Regions from separate parts of the Mus musculus genome. Here region 2 is linked to region 1. A link is a contact called in public HiChIP or PLAC-seq data. All regions are on one chromosome and are shown on one strand. The core of a region is the stretch at or near the end of the contact, and the rest is flanking DNA. Distances in the headings are between cores, read along the strand shown. Region 1 holds the start of Uhrf1bp1l (UHRF1 (ICBP90) binding protein 1-like). Region 2 overlaps Anks1b (ankyrin repeat and sterile alpha motif domain containing 1B).

What was found. HiChIP or PLAC-seq counts read pairs in DNA pulled down with a chosen protein or histone mark.
Region 2: a contact with region 1 is called in an H3K27ac HiChIP or PLAC-seq map of epiblast stem cells, with 5 times the contacts expected there. The contact joins the enhancer-like site here to the promoter of Uhrf1bp1l in region 1. A contact is called at or near these places in 8 of 39 promoter capture datasets (the 3T3-L1 cell line, cranial neural crest, embryonic stem cells and 3 more) and 3 of 115 datasets of contacts at active chromatin or transcription factors (astrocytes, epiblast stem cells and forebrain).

The regions. Positions count from the first base shown.
Region 1 is chr10:89,742,707-89,747,413 of GRCm38.p6, reverse strand. It overlaps Uhrf1bp1l (UHRF1 (ICBP90) binding protein 1-like), which reads right to left and starts at 2,423. Exons shown (of 21, transcript NM_029166.2): 1 at 2,126-2,423. The coding sequence starts at 2,169.
Region 2 is chr10:90,715,487-90,720,193 of GRCm38.p6, reverse strand. The region is part of intron 17 of Anks1b (ankyrin repeat and sterile alpha motif domain containing 1B); the gene reads right to left. Among named protein-coding and RNA genes, the nearest start is that of Apaf1, 360 kb to the left of the region's middle. Within about 2 kb of position 2,058, at least 22 of the 459 cell types and tissues checked have an H3K27ac peak or open chromatin away from gene starts, as enhancers often do. A contact at or near this core is called in epiblast stem cells, where this site is marked.

The sequences.
Region 1 (4,707 bases), core at 1,174-3,673:
GAGTCCCTGCAGGAGAGCCTGGAAGAACTTGGGCATTTTCCTAATGTTTCCTCTCTCTGATGGTACAGGTTCCAACGCCCTCCCCCAGAGGATTCCACCATTCCAGGCTGGCCTCAGGCTCTACTGCCAAGGACAATCTAAATCTGACAGCTTCCAACTCCCAAGCGCTGAGACTACAGGAATCTGTCACCACACCCGCTTTATAAGGTATATAAGGTGTTAGGCACTGAACTCAGGGCAGCTTTCATGCTAGGCCAGCACTCTAACCCAGCCTGGGAAACTGAGTTCCAACTCACACATGGTGTGGTAGGTGAGCACCAGTTATCCTCAGATGTTCCATACATAGACTGGATCAGGCACATATGTGCACACTTGGATGTATACAGTAAATAAATAAAAATATAATAATCTTTAAAAAAAACTACAAATGGTTTCTCCATTTAAAAAGAAAGAAAATGCTATGTTTTAGAAACTTTCTGATTTAAAATGAAATGCTCATTACTATTTACCACACAGGTGTAAGAAATCAGGAAGATTATAATGTAATCCTAAGGGCTTAACTCTAAGTATGTGGGAGTTATCTATGTGGCAGAGTAAGCCATTACACGCCTGCTCTTAAGAGGTCTTCCCAAATGGACTTATACAAGAGAATTAAAGGATAATGCCCTAAGGCACTTATCGACTGAATTAGATTTTCTTTTGGGCATACAGAGTGGTACAGTATCATTATCCCTGGGAGAGAAAAGGGCAATAAAATCAGTGTCTATGGATCTGAATTTTCTTATGGCTCTTGAAATAGGCAAGGGCGAAGTGTATCTCATGAGTCAGACTCACCCTAAGTAATAAACATTATTCAAAATAAGATGACTCAGTATTGCACTATCTATATAATTAAAAAAAATCCAACAAAGCATGGTAGCACAGACCTGTAATCTCAGCACTCAGGAAGGTGAGGCAGGATGACACTGAACTTGAGGGTAGCCTGAGATTTATTTTCAGGACAGCCTGAGCTACTTAACCTGTTTAAATACACACACACACACACACACACACACACTCACTCTCTCTCTCTCTCTCTAATTAGTGATACTAAGAACCAAACACACGGTCACAAACTTTGCTATAGTTTGATACTTTATGTATACATACTGTGTGTATTAAATTTTATTCAATATAAAGATATAATGTCAGGAAAATATCTGCTGAATCATAGTATTGTTTTGTTCAATATGTTCTCAACTGTAATATATATATATGTATTACACACACACACACACATATCCAGAAAATGAAGACATGTTTACTATACAAGTCTATCATTAAACCTGAGAACGTTCCTTTAATCAGTTAAAAGCATTCATTAACTTACAAATAACAGAGGAGAGAAAGAGATCCTAACCAAGAGCTTTTAATTCTCTGTCACCAACTTGGAACAGGGTCCTACATTTAGCCTGTTTCTTGAGACAAATATGGAGAAGCCAAGAGCAGTAACAAACTGCCAGTTTACTGAGTCATGTTTCTGACTAAAACTGTGTTATGAAATGGAAAGAGTGACACGTCTGGGGTTTAAACACCAGGGACGTTAACTCCCTGAACTCAAGGGTCGCGGAACAAAATCGGAAAACTCTGCAGCAAGAACGAACGCGATGCGGGACTGAAAACGACTTCCACGGAGAACTGGCCGAAGCGGAGAAGTCCTGCTTAATTTCCCCTAAAACAAATCCGAACTGTGCAAACAAGCACACCCTCCCGTGCAGCGGAGCGGGGACGCCAGGTAGGGGGCACCGAGAACAATCCCAAGGTTAACGTTTCACTGGCACACACACACCCCAGTCCTCGGCTAACGGAGCCGCTCGGCTCCGAGCCCCGGGAGCTTCCGAGCCGGACCGGGTCCCAGCCCAACCCCATCCACCCAGCACCTGAGTGACGCCGGGGACGTCACCAGCCTCGGCGCAGGAGCGGCCCCCGGCGGAGGAGGAGACCCCGGCCCGCCGAGCCCCGCCGCCCTCCGCGTGACTCCGGAGGCCGGTCGGGGGCGCCAGCGGCACCGGCAGAGCCCGAACCTGCGACCTGGACCCGAGAACCGGCGGCCAGCGGACGGGACCGGCCCCGAGCGCTCGCTGACCTGGAGAGGTGCTTCAGGATCTGTTTCTTGATGATCCCAGCCATGGTGCCCGCCGGGCTGGAGCGCCGCTCTCTTGTCGCTCCTCACAGCCTCCTCACTTCGCGGCAGTCTTCTTTCGGTCCCGCCTCACCGGCCCGGAGGAGAAGCGCCGGAGAGATCACTCTCAGAAGAGACTCGAGGGCCTGGCCGAGGCCACAGCCGCCGCAGCCGCCGCCGAGAGCCCGAAGCATGACGCTCAGGCCGCCGCGGCCGCCGCCAGCGCCATCTTGGCTGCAGCATCACCTAAGAGACCGGGGGCGGGGAGAGGAGTCGGGGGGGCGGAGCGAGCTCGAGGTGGGCGGGACCTGTGGGAGTTCCGGGAATCTTCAGCCCTGCCTACTTCGGACTCCCACTAGGTCCTCCGCTGCCCTTTCCTAGTTGGTACTTGGGCTTTCATCTTTTCTTCATCCCTTTCATCTTGTCTGTGCCTCTCTCGCTGACATCCTAGTCTTGCTTCTTCATTTCCTCCGAACTCAACTTTCTGCTCTACAAGTAGCTCTGTTTATGTTATTCTTTTGGCCATTTCAGCTTTTTAATCTCAGTTTCTTTTACCAAGATCCTTCCCTTAGACTAACGGCTGTAATTTAATGTTTCCATTCGTTGGTCTAACCTTAAAGGAAGTAAAATTGACAGCATGTCATATTTAACCGAATATACCTAAAGACCTAGAAGTTAGAAAGTCTAGAGCCAGTGAGATGGCTCTCAGCCAGCAAGAGTACTTGTCAAGCAAGCTTGATGATCTGAACTTGATGACCAAACCACCATGAAGGAAAGAACTGCCCTTGAAAGTTATCCTCTGGACACACACACACATAGACACACTTAGTAGAAATTTTGAAATGGAATGCCCAAAATGAAGTCCTGGTTCTAATATTTTCTAGCTATGTTAACTTGGAAAGATTGTTTTCAGCTTTAGTTTCACTTCATGTATGAATGTGACTTTGGTCACACAAGGGGACGTCAGAGAACAGCCCTGGGTGTAGTGCCTCACTTTCTTCTATCTCTTCCTCAACAGCTACTTGTGTACTCCAGGTTACCTGGTTCCTAGGATCCTCTTGTTGGTCTCTTGTTGCCTCTCCCATATTGCCTAAAGAGTGCTGGGATTACAGACTTCTGGCTTCATGTGAATTCTGGAGACTCAAGTTCAAGTCCTGATGATTGAATGGCAAGTGTATTGTCTGCTAAGCCAGCTCTCTCAGCCGTTAACCTCACTTTTAATCATCTTTAAAATATAGTGTCTGCCCTTAGGGATGGTTTGGTAGGGGCCCTAGTAGGTACTGTTGGTGTGTCTGGGCCATATTGTCTGGCCACCTGTTGTAGAAGCAGGTTTTGAAAAAGATATAAATCACTAAAATATTTCATAAACAGGTGGGAGAGAGAGACAGTGTAGCCATTTGAGGTGGGAAGAAGCAGCATTAGAGTTCACAATGCTTGAAGCATGCCAGGGTAACAAGAATCTGCTAACACAAATACTGTGCAAGGATGAAAGCAATCTGAGCTGTTTGAAGGGAACCAAGCTGGGTGTAGTGACACATGGGTCTGTAATGTCAGCCCTTCGGGGACAGAGGCAGGAGGAGTGCTACAAGTCTGAGGTCACCATGATCTACTTAGCAACACCTTCTCTTGAAAAAATAAAAAAATAAAAATAACTACAAAGCCAAGATTTTATTACTTGGACATAGGATCCATAACAACTCATAAAAATGCCTGTCTTGGGACTGACTCCTACTTGGAAGCTGGCATGACAGTGATGGGTTGTACTTCAGAGCCTTACTAGACTAGCGAAGGCCGCCTGCAGCCAGCCAGGTCTTGTCCCTAGCTGGGTGACTCATTCCCAGTCTCTGCCCAGAACCCTGCTCCTCTCCGTCTCTGAGCTTCAGTAAGATAACATCCCTTGTCCCCAGTCTCTGATTCAGTAAGATAACATCCCTTATCCCCCGGCCCAACCCTTTTCTTCAGTTGACCTGAAGTTTCTTCTCTTAGAAATGATTAGGTGGAAATCAGCTGTATTTGCAGAGGAATAAATGTTAAAAGTAACATTTGATTGACAAACCAAACATAGGGTGTGGGGAGGGGCAAAGAAAGGCTAGCCAAACCTCCTGCTTCGCCCTGATTATGAACTATTAGGACAAACAAACATAGAGCAACAGAACACAAGGAAGTTCTTGAGGCTCGGACAGCCTCTGAGCACAGTACAGACTGGATAGTCTAGTGTACTTCAAACTGCCAACACCCACAGACACCTTTCTTCTGCCCTGGACTTCCTACAGAGTCATAATAACTCTAATACAGCAGCTCCCTGCCTTCATCATTTTAGCATAGGGGCTGGAGAGATGGCTCAGTGGTTAAGAGCACTGGCTCTTCTTCTACAGGAAGTGGGTTCAAATCCCAGCATCCACATGGTGACTCATACCTGTTTGTAACTCCAAGATCTGACACCCTCACACAGACATACATGCAGGCAAAACACCAATACACATTGTCTTAGTTAGGGTTTTACTGCTGTGAACAGACACCATGACCAAGGCAAGTCTTATAAAACA
Region 2 (4,707 bases), core at 809-3,308, 970 kb before region 1:
TTGCCCTTCTGCTCTGAGCTTGCCAGTTGCGAGTGCCTGGTTCAAGAATGCTGAACTCATGACTTTCTTACAAATGCCACTGAAATGTTCCAAAGGTTAAAACAGCAAACAAACAAACAAACAAACAACCTAAAGGAACTAAGGAAAACGTGATATTCCTATGCTAGACACATGAAGGGGTTTTTGTATCCTTCATGCAGAAGGCTGAGAGAGTGTAAAGCAAGCTTGACCTGTGTTTATTACCCAAGCAGGAGAACTTTATTACCCAAGCAGGACCCCTACAGAAATCCACTGGCAGGGTCAAAGGTGAGGGATAGCACCCCGAGGACCACACAGTTGCTAGGGCCTGCCTGCAGAGGGAGACGACACCAGTGTAGTGGTTTCTTACCTACAGCAAGGATGAGACACTAAGCAATGTGTGGAGAGTGTGTGTGGCTAAAATTAGTGCTGGCAGTCGTTCTTTATGAGGACACCACTGAGTTTACTTTGCAAAGCAACAGCAAGCGTTTGTTGGTTTCACCGTTCAGCTGTTTAACAACCCAGATGCTGGTCAATCCTCATAATGAAAAATATCTCAAATCTGAAATGCTCCAAAATTTAAAAAAATTTTTTGAGTGCTAACATGAAAAAGTCTACAGTTGACTTTGTATGAAAAAAAACAGTTTAAATGAACAAAATCATTTAACACATTGTATAAAATTACCTTAAATATATGTGTATAAGGTATATATTCATACATACACACGCACACGTGCACACACACACACACACACACACACACACACACACACACGTGAGTTTTGTGTTTAGATTTGGGTCCTATCTCCAACATTACCTTATTATGTATATTATTATGTATATGGATATAATGGTCCAAACGTTTTGAGAAAAAGATAGTCACCCTGTGCCTCTTAAGTTATCCAGGGGTAAAGAAAGTGAGATATAAGCCTTTCCCTTCTTCTATTTGAGCCTAAGAGTTTTGAGCACGATCTCCCCGTAGAGTCACTTTGAAGTACCAGAATCCCTGCAAGGACACGTATGTAGAAACGGCTGGGCACGTGAAATGGTTTAGCTCAGGGCAGAGAACTAGTAGGAACTCTTGGAGCTTTGTTCTGCACACTCCCCTCCCTGTGGTCTCCTGCACACTCAGCGCTTTCTTCAGACTCCTCCTCCTCCTCCTCCTCCTCCTCCTCCTCCTCCTCCTCCTCCATCTTCTAAATACGTTTTATTTTGTGTGTCTGTGTGTTTTGACTGTGTATGTATTTATGTACCATGCGCGTGCCTGGTGCCTGTGGAGGCCAGAAGAGGGCGCTGGATCTCCTGGAACTGGAGTTACCTACAGTTTGTGACCTGCGATGTGGGTTCTTGGTCCTTTGTCACAGCAGCAAGTAAGCACTGAGACAATTCTTCAGCTCCCTCCCTTACTCTTTGAGGCTGCTAGGAAGAGAGGTAAAAGACATTTTACATAAACATAACGCGGCTCTCTAGACGGCCATCCATCTCCTGTGGTCAAGGGTTGCGGAGTCCTTCCCCAGGCTCTATCTTTCCTGAAGGGGAAATCGGGCATGTGGAAAGTTGTGGGAAACTAGGCCGAACTTGAAATAAGTGAAGAGAACTGAAGGGCGCAGGAAAAAAAAAAATTCCATCAAAATTAAATTTCCTCCCCCATGCGATTCCGCCATTAGGTAATCAGCCCCCTTGGTTTTTAGAGGATTATATCACTCTTTTTTTTTTTTTTAATTTAAGAGTTGAGTCATCAACTATTCAAAAGAAATACTGAGTGAATTAAAACCAGACGTCTTTATGAGCTACTGCCTCAAAAGCAATAACGCTGCTGCACCATTTCAATTAGTACAGAGCTCACCCGGAACGTGTGTAGGATAAGGACGTGTCGTGTCGGAGGTAATGGCACGGAAGGGGCCAGAAACTTAGCAGGTAGGAGGCTCCCCGAGACTCTGCCTGTTGAGAACTGTGAGTGGGGCTCTGACCTGCCCTCGGATGTTCTGTCACACCAGGGGATGCAGGGGAGGGCGCTGAGGAGAAGTGAACTCCACAGCAAGGCTGCTGGAGGTTGGAGGATGGGCAAGCCGGCTCCACCTCTTCCTAACTCAGGAAGTAGGAGTAGTTTAACTCCTCTGTGTCCTAGTTTCTTCACACGCCAGCCCCTGCCCCAGAGGGCTGTTGTGAAGCTTAAGTGAGGCAGCACAAGGAAGGGTGAGAGCCTGTCTGTGGCAGCCACAGAGCCTAGTCAGTCTTGGTATGTTCTCTACTTCACAGAGAGACGTCTGCTGGGTAAAACGTGAGAGCCAGGGTATTCTGAATATCTGTGCTCCAGGATGTTGTATACAAAAGACCTGTGCTCCTAGATACTGTGTGTAAAATGCAAAATCATTTAAGCATCCTGTCCTTATGAAATGGGTCTTCTCACCCTTAGTTTTCCGGTTGAGAATATTGAGCATCTGAAAGGTATCCCATGATGCTTTTTACGAGGTTGTCTTTAGAAGGGATTGTGTATCTTGTAGAACCTTGTCTATGTAGGTGTGGGCAGGATCTGTGGCTATGAGATGATCCTCACTCTTGTGATGGGGCCATGAGACAAAGGCGGAAAGGCTTGCATATATAATAAGTAAAGGTCTCTAGTCAGTTGATTTACTTAATCAGCTTGGGTGATTCATTTAAGTGGACAAGAGTGTTCATTTAGGGAGGCTACTCTGTGGGACTTGATGAGAAAATGTAGTAATTTAGATAGAAAGGAACGGATAGGGTTGCCGGCTCAGTCCTAGAATCACATGGAAACTTAGTTCTGACAGTGCTGCTGGAGTTGGGAAGCAGAGCATGACCTGGGGGTGGGGGGGAATGGGGGGGGCTCAGCCACAAGCTCGACCTTGGGTGGAAAAGCTACCTCAATGGGGCCCTCAGTTGTGTTCTAACTCCCCTGAGAACTAACCCATGGGAACTGGGAAGCAAAGTCATGTGGCTTTAAGCTGCTAAATTTGTAGTAACTTGTTATACAGAAATTAAACCTGAGACACCCACCTAAAGAGTTGGGCTCTGAATTGTTACAGAGGTGTTGCATAAGGGAAAGATGAACGTGTGTGAGGTGGAAGAGCTGACATTTTCACATGGACAGTCAGGTGTGACTGAAATAATCTCAGTGCAGCTTTCCTGGAGTCTATCACTGGATTAATGCAAGAGGGCTAGGATTAGGGGGTGTAACAACGGATTCTAGGCTGCCCAAATTTATCTCCTGAAAAGTGCAGAAAAGTAAGAATTGTCACTTCGAGAAATAGTGGGAGAAAACTAAAGTAACGCTTTTAGAAAGTGTTATCAAACTGAAATATTTGCTGAGAGTGTCAGGAAATGTACTGATGTCTGTTGTTTTACAGCCCCTGCTTTCTCATTGTGAGCACCACCATCGTCTTCTGCCTGTGTGGGAAAATATACACCAACATGTTTCCCATTCGAGCTATCTGAAGCTGAGTAGTTCTGCGGTGCTGAGAATATCCACATAGTTACACAGCTGTCAACATGTGTGTGTGTGTGTGTGTGTGTGTGTGTGGGGGCTGAATGACCCTGTAACTGGGGTCGCCTAAGACCATCAGAAAGCACAGATATTTACATTACTATCTGTAACAGTGGCAAGATTATAGTTAAAATGTAGCAACACAAGTAATGTTATGGTTGGGCATCACCACAACATGAGGGACTGTCTCAAAGGCTCATGGCATTGAGAACCTCTGAGGTAGAACTTTCTCATCTTCTTGAATGCTTCTCATCAACTTCCTATCCAGCCCTTGGCAGCTGCCATTTCACTTTTTGTCTTTATAAATTTGACAATTAATTACTTCATAGAAGTTAAATTGTGCAATATTTGTCTTTTTGCAACCAACTCCTCTTTATTAACATAAAAGCTTTTTTGTCTATTATTAATTAGACCTGGTTAGAAGCCTGAGACATTGACAGATGTTTAGCTAATTAAGTCACGCGGCAGTTGACAAACCTCTGCTCAAATATAAGTCATTTATTTAAATGAGACAGGATATTCAGAATTAAAAACCCGATAAAGATGATGCAATAAACCTTAACTCTAGTTTTCTGTAATGTTTTCCCCACAGTCAGTGGTTAAAATGTATTTATTAGCGATTTTAAATTAATTTATGTTAAATCTATTGTTTTTCATCTAAAGATGAAATGATCCTCATTATTTTTTGTATTTAGCACGCGGATTAAAATGTATACTAAAATAGTCTATAACTATCCTACAGGCATATCACAGAAAAATTTACCGGGAGGTTTAACAGATTTATAACAACCTGATTTTTTTCATCTGAATTTGGAAGACTGGAAAAACCAAGAAGTAAAACCTAAGAGTGCATCCTCAGTGAATAGTGAGCGTCAGGCCCACTCTGCTAGCTGCGGCCACTAACTTGGTGTGGCTCACAGCTATCTGACAGTTCCAGCTGAAAGACTGCCTCAGTCAGATTACCCAGTGAGCATTCCCTTGATTAATAATTGATGTGGTGTGGTTTGTATATGCTTGGCCTAGAGAGTAGCACTATTGGGAGGTGTGGCCTGGTTGGAAGAAGTCACTGTGGGATTGGGCTTTGAGACTTTCCTTCTAGCTGTCTGGAAGACATTCTCTTCCTGATTGCCTTTGGATTATGATGTAGAACTCTTGGCTCCTTCTCCAGCACTGTGTCTGCCTGG